Linked DNA regions of Gossypium hirsutum: region 2 is linked to region 1. The links are chromatin contacts, called in public Hi-C maps. All regions are on one chromosome and are shown on one strand. The core of a region is the stretch at or near the end of the contact, and the rest is flanking DNA. Distances in the headings are between cores, read along the strand shown.

The links. Hi-C and Micro-C count contacts between places; a contact is called where the count stands out from the background.
Region 2: a Hi-C map of leaf shows a contact between it and region 1, with 2.8 times the contacts expected there. The contact joins two enhancer-like sites. A contact is called at or near these places in 7 of 34 Hi-C or Micro-C datasets (hypocotyl, leaf and seedling).

The regions. Positions count from the first base shown.
Region 1 is chrA12:84,896,689-84,903,992 of Gossypium_hirsutum_v2.1, reverse strand. It overlaps the pseudogene LOC107925652. Among protein-coding and RNA genes, the nearest start is that of LOC107925568, 5.3 kb to the right of the region's middle. Within about 2 kb of position 4,617, at least 3 of the 9 cell types and tissues checked have an H3K27ac peak or open chromatin away from gene starts, as enhancers often do. A contact at or near this core is called in hypocotyl and leaf, where this site is marked.
Region 2 is chrA12:84,991,550-84,998,225 of Gossypium_hirsutum_v2.1, reverse strand. It overlaps the pseudogene LOC107925522. Among protein-coding and RNA genes, the nearest start is that of LOC107925622, 16 kb to the right of the region's middle. Within about 2 kb of position 5,370, at least 6 of the 9 cell types and tissues checked have an H3K27ac peak or open chromatin away from gene starts, as enhancers often do. A contact at or near this core is called in hypocotyl and leaf, where this site is marked.

The DNA.
Region 1 (7,304 bases), core at 3,368-5,867:
CATGGCTGGTAATGCTGCTTTCTTTTTCCCTGCTTTCTTACGCCAAATGCTTTACTGGGTTCTCTTTAGAATCGGATTTATTTTCACTATGCCGATAAGATTCCTTTTAAATGATGGAAAAAAAGGGGGCTTCCGTGATAAATCTTGAATGCCCCTTTTAGTTTTTCATGTATAGATTTCATTACTACGTTTGTTTTGGCGATTCGTGATGATATGATTCTTTACCAGTCTTGTTTTTGATTTGGAATATATATATACACATAGCAATGAAGTAAAAGATGATATACCTTGTGTTTTAGCTTGACTTTGTGAACATCCGATAGGTTTTGGTCAAAAACTTGGATATTGCCAAGCAAATCAGTTCATTGGTAGGCTATTTTTCTTTGGAAATTTATATTTTTGGTTCTCTTTCATGTTTGCTTACTTGTAATTTCCAGGATCCCGTTGAAGATTCCTATTAAAATCCAAGGGAGGATTTCTAGATTATTGCATGAATGTTCTTGCATGTTTTTCTTATGTTCTTGAAGTGGTCCTATTTTTTTTCTTTATGCTCTTTATAAGAAGAGTAGTTCTTTTTATCCTCCATTTTTGTTTTACTGTCCATGTTAAGGTTTGTGGAAGGGCCCTTCTAACAATGTCGATAAAGGTATACTTGTAACTTGAGAAACAATTTAACCCTTGGTTCCTACCTTAAGTGTGCTGTAAAAGTTAAGTTTATAGTGCTGGGATTTGGAAGACTCTCTTTCATGATCTTTTGTTGGCAAAAGTCAACATTAGTCCTGTTGATGTTAGAACATTGATCTTATTTCATTAAATTTGAGTTTTCTATTGTTCAATTACAGATAATCAAGAATCTATTGTCAACAAGGAGGAAAATTTAATGGATGAATCACCATTTCTTAAACTGAAGCGGTTTCAATGGTGGCTTTTGGTGGCAATCAACATATTCTTCCTCATTGCTGGCCAAGCTGCAACAGTTCTTCTGGGGAGATTTTATTATGATAAAGGTGGAAACAGTCAATGGATGGCCACTCTTGTGCAAACTGCTGGCTTCCCAGTCCTTTGTATCCCTTGGTTTCTTCTTCGCCCTTCTCGGGAGGCTTCAACTTTTTCCACTTCACCTTCCATCAAAACCTTGCTCTGCTATATTTTGTTCTTGGTGTACTTGTTGCTGGTGACAATATGCTGTATTCTGTAGGGCTTTTGTACCTCTCAGCCTCTACTTATTCGCTTATTTGCGCAACTCAATTAGCTTTCAATGCAGTTTTTTCCTACTTCCTTAACTCACAGAAGTTCACTGCTTTGATTCTCAACTCAGTGGTCACCCTGTCATTGTCTGCTGCCTTAATTGCAGTGAATGATAATTCAGATGGGCCATCAGGAGTTCCCAAGGGTAAGTTCCTTATCGGCTTCCTCTGCACCCTTGGAGCTTTTGCTCTTTATTCCCTTTTGCTTTCCTTTATGCAACTTTCATTTCAGAAGGTTTTGAAAAAGGAAACGTTTTCTGTCGTTTTAGAAATGCAAATCTATACATCAGTCGTTGCAAGCTGCCTATCGACTATCGGCCTCTTTGCAAGTGGTGAATGGAAGAGTTTGCAGCACGAGATGGAGGTATTTGGCACCGGAAGTGTTTCATACGTGCTGACATTGGTGTGGACTGCTATATCTTGGCAAGTATGTGCTGTTGGTGTTGTGGGGTTGATTTTTGTTGTGTCATCTCTCTTCTCTAATTTTATCAGCACTCTGTCTTTGGCTGTTACCCCACTAGCTGGGGTTAGCCAAGAAAGCCTTAGCGCGCAAAGGCATAGAGCTCAAACACAGGCTTAGTAAGAAATTCAAAGGACTGAAACTTTCTTTCTTCGATCGGAATACGGATAAGATCAGAAAGGCCATCATTGGGGCAAACGATGCAATAGCTTCGGTGTGAAGGTAATCGCCATGCTTTTGGCTCTTTGTGGTTTTGCTGCTTATATTTATCAAAATTATATTGATGATAAGAAGGCAAGGAGGTTGCAGAACCATGTCCGGGAAATCCAGCATACTGCTTGATATGTTTCGTACCAATGTAGACATACTCATTATTTACTGTGAAATTATGTCTGTTTTTTGTTCAACTGGGAGACCAAACATTAGTTTATAGCTTATTACATTGCAATAAGATCTCTAAAGATATATAAAGCAAGTTATTTATAAGAAAAGCACTAGTGTTTGTTAGTTTAATACTCAAGATTTTGCAGGGAAGAGCATTTGCTTTTGCAGACCTTCGATTAATACAACTGATTTTTTATGGTTCATTCATGTGAATTGTAAATGTTTTGATAATTTTCTTGTATGATGCTGTTGTTGTAGGTTTTGTCAACCAAATGATTTATTACAACCACTATTGTACAATGGGTTTCAAGCCATGCTTATATTTAACAAATCTATTATAAATGTACGTGCATGTGTCATGGGGCTAGAATTTGTCTTGCAATTCATGTAATTTTAGGCAATTTCTTCGCTATAAAAATGCCTAAGTCAGCTTAACTCCTAATAATTGAGGATTCAAACAAAATTTTTCCAAGGCACCAACGAAAAGCAAAGCGAAAGTAACTCAAAAGTTGAAAGAATTCGAAAGATGAAAAAAACGAATTCTATTACTCAATGAATAAAATACAGTGAGGGGGTGAGGCATCCTGTCTAACATGACAAATATTGCACCATTAGCTGATATTAAGATTTGTTTGATCACATTTTACAGGCTCTATTTCGGAAGATTGCAGCTGCATTGCCCGGAATGGAAACACTATCTTCAACAAAGCCTGAAGATATGGTGGATGTGAATCTTAAGTCGAGCAATTCAAATGGATCGCAGTCACAACAAGAGTCAGGAGGATGTGCCTGCTAATACCCAAAATGATTCATCTCTGCATTTCTTTTGTGCTTCCATGATCCTACTAAGTGTATGTAAGAAATCTTGTTTTGAAGCACTGGGTTTGGTCGAATATTTGAGCATATAACTCGAGAGAGAAGATATTTGGTATGGTAGTTAGGCTAGTCCTTAGTCTTAACCAGTCATATATGAGTAGGGTTCTTGTGATCTCAAGCAATTATGCCAGTTTGATTTTGCTTATTTATATTAATAGTGGATTTGCTTCGCTCTTGACCATGTAAAGAATATTATTAGCTTCACTTTAAGCGATTTTCCTCGTCAGTGATGGTTGATGCACTATTCCATTTTTTCCTTCTTAAAATATATATTGATTAAGCTTTAGTTTTGTTGGTACGATGCAACAAGGCATTGGTTCTAATGTGCTTAAATGCATGTTATCTTTTGATTTAAAGATTTTGAAGTATATGGATAGTAATAGGAATTAGATTATATATATATTAGACTTTGATCTAAAATATATTAGTCTATAATACTTTCTAATGTATCTTTTTGAAGGGTTCTTTGAATGGCAAAAAAAAAAATAGTTAGTCTTTTTCTTACGTTTTGCAGATACTTTAAAGTAGATAAAATTAAACAATAAACGTTAATATTAAACAATAAAATTCAACCAATGTGATGAAGAATCGAACTAATTTGAAAATAATCAAATAAGCTGCACACATGGCATATGTACATGGTGAAGCCAAGATCTATATATTATAATCATAAAGTTGTAAATGATGAAACTCAAACTCAAACTTTCAAAGTTGTGAGAATTTATTTTTACTAACAATACTAAAGATAGCAAATAAATTTATTCGTGCCTTTCACCTAGTTATTTATTTTAATTTTAAAATTTATAGACTATTAGGTGAAAACAAAAACCAAAAATGCATGACAAAAAGAGCTAGAAGTACTTGATATTAAAAATTCTCAAATTCAAATTTTTATTAAAAAATTCATCAAAATTTTTTTCTTAATAAAGAATATATATATTTAATCAAAGATTTGAGTGGATATATTAATAGAAAACTAAATATAAAAGTATTGGGAATACAACCCATTCACAAAAGCCAGAAAAGAAGCAATGAAACCTATGACTAAAAATTGGAAATAACCCATAGTTTTAAATTCAAAAAAATAATCAGAATTTGTTCAAAGAAGAAGAAGAAGAAATAAACAGAAAATCTACTCATAAACAGAAATAACCCATAGTTTTATATTCTTATTGTTCATAATTCTTCTTAATGATGTTTTTTTTTCTTAATTTCTTTTCAGCAAAACTCCTAAAACTTATGGAACCCATAATTAAGCACATTATTTTATACCTTCAAGTACAAGTTCAAGTGTAGGACAATCGACAAGAAAGTTTTAATTTTTTTTTCATATAATTTGAAAAATTTTTAAAATGAAAAAAAAATTGATTGAGTCTTAATTCAATTGACATGTATATTGTAATTAATGTAGGAGATATGAGTTTGAGTGCACTGAAACGAATTATTCTCCTATTTATGAATTATAAAAGGATTATAAATAATTCTAAATATTATATAAAAAATATATAATAAAACTTATAATAAAATTATTAAAAAAAAAAGTGCAGCAGGCAAGTTGGGCAAGCCACCAAATGGTCACCAGTAGCATATGTGGACCCATGGCCCAACCTTGTTTTCAATCAGCTCGACATTTTTCATACAAAAACCGAACCATGTAGCCAACTTTATAGAGTCAAGGCCAGCCCCCATTTCTCCCCCTTATCTCAATTATAAACAGTTTCTATCGGCTTGATAGTTAAATTGGTCAGATTATAAGTCCAATCAATTTAATTGTTAATTTAAAAATAATTAAAATTTTATAAAATTAATAAATTTTTGTTTTGATTTCAAGTAATATTTTAAAATTTAATTTAACTAAATTTAAATCAATATATTAAATAATTTCAACTGTGTAATCTAATTCGATTCAAGGAACACCCCATACCTCAGCCTTTTCTTTAAATCCCATTCCCTCTCCCACTTTGAAGTTAACAATTCAACAACCTTCCACTACTATTACTAATCCATTAATTCTCCCTTAATTTTCTTTTCTAACCATAACCTTAGCCTCATTATTTTTCTAGCTAAATAACAATATTTTATTTCAAAATTCTTTTTTTTTTAAATAATTAAATCAAATTAGGATAGTTTGGATAGATGATGATATAAAGTGTGTTTAACTTATTTTTTATCTTACGTTACAGTACTATTACAATATTTAATTTCATTATCACTATTATTTTTACACTAATCGTAGATAAATACACTGCCCATCTAAACTCATCCTTAATCATTCGTTTCACAATGTTTAAAAATACCAATTAATCATTCAGATTTTGGATATCTTTTATGGGAAACATTTATCATATCAAATACATAATATAAATATTAGCTTCTTCGAAGGACGTAATGAGGGGTAGGTCGGGCCCCTTCGTATTTAACATTTAATATTTTATAGTTATTTTTTTTTAAAGTCAAATATAAAATTTCTAATTCCATCCTTCATTAACTTTTAATCTCTTGTTTTTTAGTTGACCGGACATTAACAAAAAGGATATATAATTGTATATCATTTTGGGCGCGCCACGCATGCTGTAGCCGCATTGTCCAAATGATTGAGTAGAAAGGGTTAATTGCACTAAGCACCTTAAATCATTATTTGAAATTCTAATTTATTCATAAATTTTAAAATATTTAATTGGATCTTCAAAGTATCAATATCATATTAATTAAGCCTTTTCATCAACCTAATGTCGGCTCGAGCATTAAATATCATCTTGAATCTAACACGAAGCTATTTGAAATGTTATATACCTATTGCACAAGCAACTTGGATTTGACGTGTTAAAAGAAATATACAATGCCATTAATTTAGGATATCTATTTCTTTTCTTTTAACACTTAAAAATCAAATTGTTCATGTAACAAATATTAACATGTTTAAAATTTGATCCGCATGTCTTAAATATACTCAGCATAAAATCAAGCCTAACAATCAATACTCAAGTTGGCGGCTATTCTCACAAAAAAACACTTGAATATTGATACAGGATTAATACTTTAAGAACTTAATATTTTTAACAATTTGAAAACTAATTTAAAAAATGAACCATAGTTTGAGGACCTTTAGAGTAATTAACCCAGTTATAAATTCAAAACAGTTTTATTTACAATCACCCTATTCAATGTGATGTTAAAAATATTATATTATATCACATTCCCAAAAATATTTACTATTTTTAAAATAAAGCGCTAGTCTTGAAAAAATACAATAAATAGAGTTTTGGGTTTTTTTTAGTTGATTTGGGCATAAATGGAAGATTAGATAATCAAATACTCTAATTGTAGTGTTTGATAAAATGAATGTTTGTAAGAGCTTGTTGAGCTAAAACTTCCAAAACAAAAAATACTGTGATGGACAACTTTTTTTAATGGTTGATTGAGAATGGGATATATGTAATAACACATCTGGCCATGCTAATTTTCATTGACACATGCTCTCAAACCTAATAGGGGTCTTAAGATATCAATATTCTCTATTCTCCTATTTTCACTTTCACTTTCAAAGTTCAAAGTAAACCTCTAAAAAAAAACCTCCACTGTAAATTGACAAAAATTAATATAGAAATTTTCAATCGAGCTCATTCATCCTTAAATATTTATATACTCTTAATTTGTTTTCAATTTACTTGTGTAAAATGATTTCTTATGCAACTTTATATTAATTGAAATATATTATTTGACAAATTTATTCAGAGTGTGACATAATTATTATTAAGAATTTAGTTTACAATTATATTGATACACTATTGATATTTATCAATTTCTACAATGTTAATATTTGCAAATAAGGAACTTAAGAAATTTGTTTATTGAGAATTTAAAAAATATTCATTAATTAATTTCTATAATTGACATTTTAATTCATTGGTAATAGTGTTTTATTTTAATGATTTCACTCAATAAAGACTAAAGTATTATAAACAAATAAATACTTAACAATAAAATTTGTCATGCCCTTATTTATCATTTTACGCAAATCAATTTTCAACTATCATCTGAATTTTATCAAACTTTTTTAGCTAAACAATTAATAGAATCATTTGATCAAATTAGTTAATAAAACTAGTTGATCAAAAATTAATTAATAAAATTAGTTGATCAAACCAATTACTGTAATTAGTAACCAGTCAAGTGCTAAATAAAATCAATACATCTAGAGTTACTTTTTTTTTAAAGAAATTATTTTAAAAAATATCATATAAAAAATAAAAATAAAATAAAAAATAGTTTTTATAAATTTAATTCAATAAAAACAATATATTAATGATAAATAAATACATAAATTTGATGTTGGT
Region 2 (6,676 bases), core at 4,121-6,620, 93 kb before region 1:
TTCAGCACTTATATATTCTATCAATTTAATTCTAATTTTAAATAATTTAACACATTTAACCTTACATATTTACAACTTCTCTCAATTTAATTTTCAAACACATCTTCATTATAAATTGGAATCATAAATCAAATTCAATTGAAAAATGATTTTATATTTTCTGTCTATCATTGGAGTTGATTCCAATTTCATCATCTCTTCCTTTCTTCAAAATGAAAACGTATTTAAAGATAAAAATGATAGAATTTATAAATGTTAAGGGTTAAATTTATTAAATTATTTATAATTAAGACCAAGGGCATAGAATGTACAAATGTTGAGGATTACATGTATTATTATATTAATAAAAAAGGTCACATCATAATATTTGTTAATAATTTAATAAAGAGTGACTAAAAACAAAAATACATTAATAATTAAATGACTAATTGTACAATTTACCCAAAGTTTTATAATAAACACGAGATGAAATTATTTGAATTATTCTCTATGGTTCGTAACGAGTGCCATTGAATTATCATGTGTTATATTTTTCAATGCAAGGGGGTCTCCACCCCTGAAATCCACCATCAACATAATAACATGGTTTCATTTTATGTCTGGCAGAGGGATGACAAAAAAAAAATTCGTCCCCGACGTTTTCCAATTCGATCCAAGTGGACGGGATCGAATTTTTTTTTCAGATTTTAAAATCGGGTTCGAGGTGAATCAAATAAATAGTTTTTTTAGTAATTAGGTTGGTAGGGTTGGATTTACAGAAAACCCAATATTAGAACCTAATCTCTATTATTTGTGCCTCTCCCTTTGTATATTCTTCTCCTGTGCAAGACTTTTTACTTATTTTCTTTTATTTTCACAATTTACTCTCTGTTTGGAAGTGTTACCTAAATCAAATATAAAGACAAAATTTGATGAGAAAAAAATAAAAATTATAGTTCACATGCACAACACTATATTAGATAAGAAAAAAAATTAAAAATTATCAAAAAATTGTGTCCAAAATGTGAAAGTTTTGCCTTTTGGGGTGGGTCAGGGTTGAGTACTTACTTCATTTTCCAAGGCGGGTTCGAAACATATGAGTAGTACATTGAATTAGGATTGTGACAGTAAAAAGTCCGACCCAAATCACCCCGTTGTCATCCCTAATCATGCCAAAGGGGTGATGATGTAGAAAAAGAAATGGGTTTTAAGGGTTTGAATCATCGACCACTAAAACCCAAAAATTGTTTCAAAAATGTCAAAAAACCAGACCAATACTAGCTGCTCTTCCGTGTCTTTTATGTCCAAGGCACTTGGCACATGTCGAAAAATCAGTCACACAATGTAAATGTGGCAGAAAACCAGTCATTGTGAACACGATGCACATGGAAACATGACATTTAAAAAAAATTTATTTAGGGTCAGACTTTTTGTTATTACAGCAATACAAGTAGTACAATATCATTTAAAATTGTTAAGACTTTTAGAATTGCTGACCTATGCCCATCCAAAACAACATTCACTGAAATCATTGATGAAAGAAACCAGCTAATGTGAAATGACATGAAGCTCAATAATGTCCACTACACTGTAAATCAATGAAAGTGGCGTTGAATTGAAATTCAAATGAGATGGTCCGCAAAGTATTGGCATGAAGCCGAAAATAGCATGGAAGATTTTTCTTTCTATTTGATGGGTATCCAAGTTAGCGTGCTAGGGCAGTGTCACCATTTTTCTTTGTGCATTATTGGGTTGCTATGGAGTCCATAGGCAAGATCATGAAACCCACATTTTGAGGCTCTTGAAGTTTGAACATTGTGGGTTGGGGCTGAGTAAAATGGACCCATTGATAATAAATTATTAGGACAAACGCTAACTGGGCTCTTTGTTGACTACATTAATGGGCTTGCTTCTTTATATGGAAACCTAGATATCTGAATACGAAGTCATGTTGCATTTTGCTTTTACAACTTAATAAGTAAATTAGTAAATTAAAGAGTAAACTGATCATTCTGTTAAAAATGTCATCCATTTCTACTATTAAAAATTAGTCGTTGTATGTTAAAATAAGGTACACGTGACATGCTATGTGTAACAGTCTAATTATTCTGTCAGTCACACTTATTTTTAATTAAATTTTTAATTAAAAGGAGCAGTATGCTTTTTGATCTAATGTATAGAGACTAATTTGTTCATTTTATAAGTAATGGTGACAAAATACAATTTAAATCCTAGTACAATATCTTCCATAGTAAATTTATCAAAATTTTGTTGATTTTTTACAATTTTTATACGTGATATTTTGATTTGATTTTCACAGTTTATTTTCATCATTATTGATATAAGATTATGTATGTTTGCATATTTTATATACAAATAATATCACTTATCTAATTATAAAAATAAATTGATATATATATTAAATGTATAGCACAAAATCAATGTTCATGTCTTAAATTACATTTTGAACTAAATTTCCTATATAATTTTGATATTTATCCCTTTTAGAAAAACATAATAGATCAATTCATTTTGATCATTGATTTAACCTTAAATTAGTCAAAATTCGAATTAATCGAAACCCAAATTGATATAATTCATCGAAAGCTGGATTAATTTGTTCAACTCAAATCTAAATTAATCAAAACCCAAACTCGCTTAAATCCAAAATAATTCAAAGTTAATTTATTTAACTCGAAATACTTCAAATCCAAAATTATCCAAACCCCAACACACTCGAACATGCAACAGAACTTAAACAACAAAAATAATCTAAACCCGAAATTACTAAAATCAATAACAAATTACTTTTAAATTTGATTCAATTAAATGTAATTGGTAGAGACAACCACTTTCGGTTTTATGCTTCTTCCACATACAATTAAGTTCTCTCCAATCACAAGAATACAAAGCTTCCTTTCTAAGAAACAATTCTGTTCCTTTCCCCTTCTCCATTTTCTTCTTACTTACTATGGACTAATTAATGCTCCACAATATAATGGTGACATAAGGAAATGAATTTTGCTATTGTTTAGCAATGTCATACTCATTTTGCCTATGATTTGATCACCCCTAAAGTTGCAGCCTCAAGGGATACCGAATGCTTAACGTCGCCAATATGTATATGGTGTAAACCGATCGGGATTCTTCGAACCCCTGATCGGTCCACGACACTTAGAAACTTGCACACATGGATACTGATCCCTACTTGTTGTTCGGACCTTGCCAAAACATACACTTTCGCAAAAGCCACCAGCTGTTTCGAAGGAGCCCAGTGCCCTGCAGGCGGAATCGAGAATACTAGTATTGTATGAGTGCCGTCCTTGGATCCGGTATTCTTCACGTTTACTTGAAGACCTACCGATAGCTTGTTGCATCTTGCATGGTTAACTTTGATTGCCTTACCTAAAACGGTTGCGTTTCCTGAACGGCGGTGGCCGTCGAGAGGGACTGTGACAACAAGAGGTGCATTAACAATGGTGTGTACGAAGTTGGTGTAACTCAATCCGTGGCCAAATGGGTACACTACGGGACCTTTATAGAACCTATAAGTTCTTCCAGGATAATTCCTATGCGTACTCGAACGCATGGCCATGTCCGTCATTGCCAAATTTGAAACATAATCTTGTGGGTACCATGTCATAGGCAACTTGCCCCCTGGATTGGTTGTACCATACAATACATCGGCTATAGCGGCCCCTCCTGCTTGGCCTGGATAACCAACCCACAAAATGGCACCAATACGAGGGTCGTTTTTAGCGAAAGAAACATCGATAGGCCCACCTGACATTAAAACCAGTACCGTCGGACCCTTGGAAGCCTTGGCTACTTTTGAAACAAGTTCCTGTTGGCGCCCTGGCAAAAGCAACCCTGTTCTATCTCTGAATTCTGCTTCAATCGATTGATCGAGCCCCATTACTAGAACTGTCGCGTCTGCTTGACGAGCAGCATCAATCGCAGCACTAAATAACTTGTCATCTCAACAAGCAACATTGGCACATCCGAGTTGGTGAATCGTTTTCACATAGTTCCCTATTCCTTGCAAAGGAGAAGTGTATCCACAAGCAACACCTAATCATTAAACATTAATACATAAGTTCAATTGTCCATATCCCATTAACAACAAAGGGAAACAAAATCATTATCATAATGGTGTACCAGCATAGTTTCCAATCATGCTAACAGTAGCATCGGAATTAGGCCCAATAACGGCAACTGTTCGGTGACGTCGATGAGACAAAGGCAACGAAACACCGCGGTTTTTAAGCAAAACAATCCCCTGTCTCGCAGCTTCCAACGCTAGCTCTTGGTTCGAAGGAGTGCACACGTCTTTCGGTCCTAACTTCCCAAATGGTTGCACAGACGACTCACCATCGAACATACCGAGTCTCATTTGAACTCTAAGGGTATTAACTAAAGCATTATTAATATCAACCTCATTCAACAACTTTTGTTTCACAGCATCTTCACTATGTTGTGCCAAAAATGGTCCACAATCCAAATCCAAACCAGCTTTAATGGCATCAGCAGCTGCTTGTTCCGGTGTTGTTGTGTAATGTTGGGTATTATAAAACACACCAACTGAATCACAATCCGAAACAATGTACCTGTAAAAACCAGACCAACATGAAAAACAGGGATCATTAAACTGATATGTCTTAAAATGATTGACTTACCCATCGAGTTTCCATTGACCTCGTACTGTGTTTCGCAGGAGATTAGGATCGGCACAGGTAGGGACACCATTAACTTCATTGTAAGAGCACATAACACTGGCTACATTGCCATCTTGTACACACATTTTGAAGGGTACATCAAATGTGTCCTCTATGTCTTGTTTGCTTACCTGCATAAACGTGTGAGAACCCACGTGAGAATCGAACAAGCCTGTCTTATTTTATTATTATAAATCTTTCCCTTTGTTTCATTGTCTGAATTTTTATTCTGGAAGGAACTGGAAAAAAGCAGAGCATTTGGATAAAAAGATTTAATATATTTAAATGATATCAGACAAAGATTTAATTTAGACAGTCGAGAATATGCCATCCTTTGTGGTCCATATTTCAGCTTTCTTTATTCAAATTCACGATATTATTGTTTTATAATTGGTTCGTTTTATTTCACCATTTATATCGTTTCACTATAGATTATAATATCAAAAATCATTTATCATTTTTATAGGTGTTAGATGTATTCATTTCCGTTCCATCCCGTTTTAATTTCAATTTTAATAATATTAGTGAAAATTAAATTATAATAAAAAATAAAAATGAAGCAAGGTGGTTGAGGAGAAAATTGATTATTCCAGCTGGTAAAATCCCAAGGTTGGCCCCATTCACCTACATCTTGAAAACTACAGCTACATTTTCCAAGGTGATCTTATCACGAAAAATTAATTGTCACTATTTACAATATCCATACCCCCAGTCCAATAATTGCACTACACCCATCAATATCATATGAAAGTTATAAAACTAATAAAGTACATATCCTAGTAAAAAAGCTTAATAGTAAAATTGCTTGACAGATCCTTATATTGTAAGAATCTTATCAAATTAATCCATTTACTATTAAATGGATCCCTTTAATCCTTGCCCTTATAGTTTTGTAAATGAAAAAGTGATCAATTATAAAAATAAAGAGCGACTTGTTATGATATTTTACCAAAAATTGAACTGACCTGTGCATTAAAGTGGAACCTATCAACACCATTCCAGTTATCGAGATCATAGGCAGTGAAGTGCTTACAACACGCCGCCACTTTCAACCTATCACCGTCATTTCCCTGTAATCCCTTCACGTAATAGGCTGCATATGTACCGGCCAGAACCGGATCTTCACCAGGCGTCTCCTGTCCACGGCCCCACGTGGGTCCCTAAATATGTTGACATTCGGACTCCAGTACGTGAGTCCAGCTGATCCACCGTTGTACATAGCCCTTGCCTCATCCGACACCACCTGCCGCCGCCCATCCCATAAAACAAATTAATTATTTATTTGTGGTAAAATTACGCTTGCAAGTTGCCTGGAATGCTATCCAATAATAATGATTCCACTTGCAAGATTGATGATTTTGTGAACCAATCATAACACTGTGAAATGAGCAAATTGCGAGACATGGATCTTACCTTCTTTGTCTTGGAGTTCAAGAAAAGCATAAAGCTAGCCATGACGTTTATAATCTTTAATCTATTTGTATCAAAGTGTGAAACACAAATATCTAATATATATTTAAAAATTTAGTATATATTATTTTTAATATAATGTTTAAAATTATTCATAATTTTTAATTTATAAATAAAAAAATAATATACTTTAATATATTCGAATCTATATCTTTTTATATAAATAATAATACATATATTAATTAAGTTAAGACTCAGTCATCAAATTTAAGTGATGATGATAGCTTTATGGATAATATTACTTCATCTAATAGTACTGAGGTATGACTGTCTGTCAAAGTATAGTGAAATATAAAAAGAAATTAAGCATATTGCAATTTTTTAAATCCACAATTGAGGAAGCTGACATATCTACCATACTAATAGAAGAGGCTATGTCATACAAAGTTAACTTCTCAATAGCTCATAAAATTATCATTCAATCCACTTGTCACCTTTCTTTTTCTAAAATAATTCTACATATACCCAATAATTATCATTATCGGTCTAAAATTTAATTAGTTTGCGTTGAA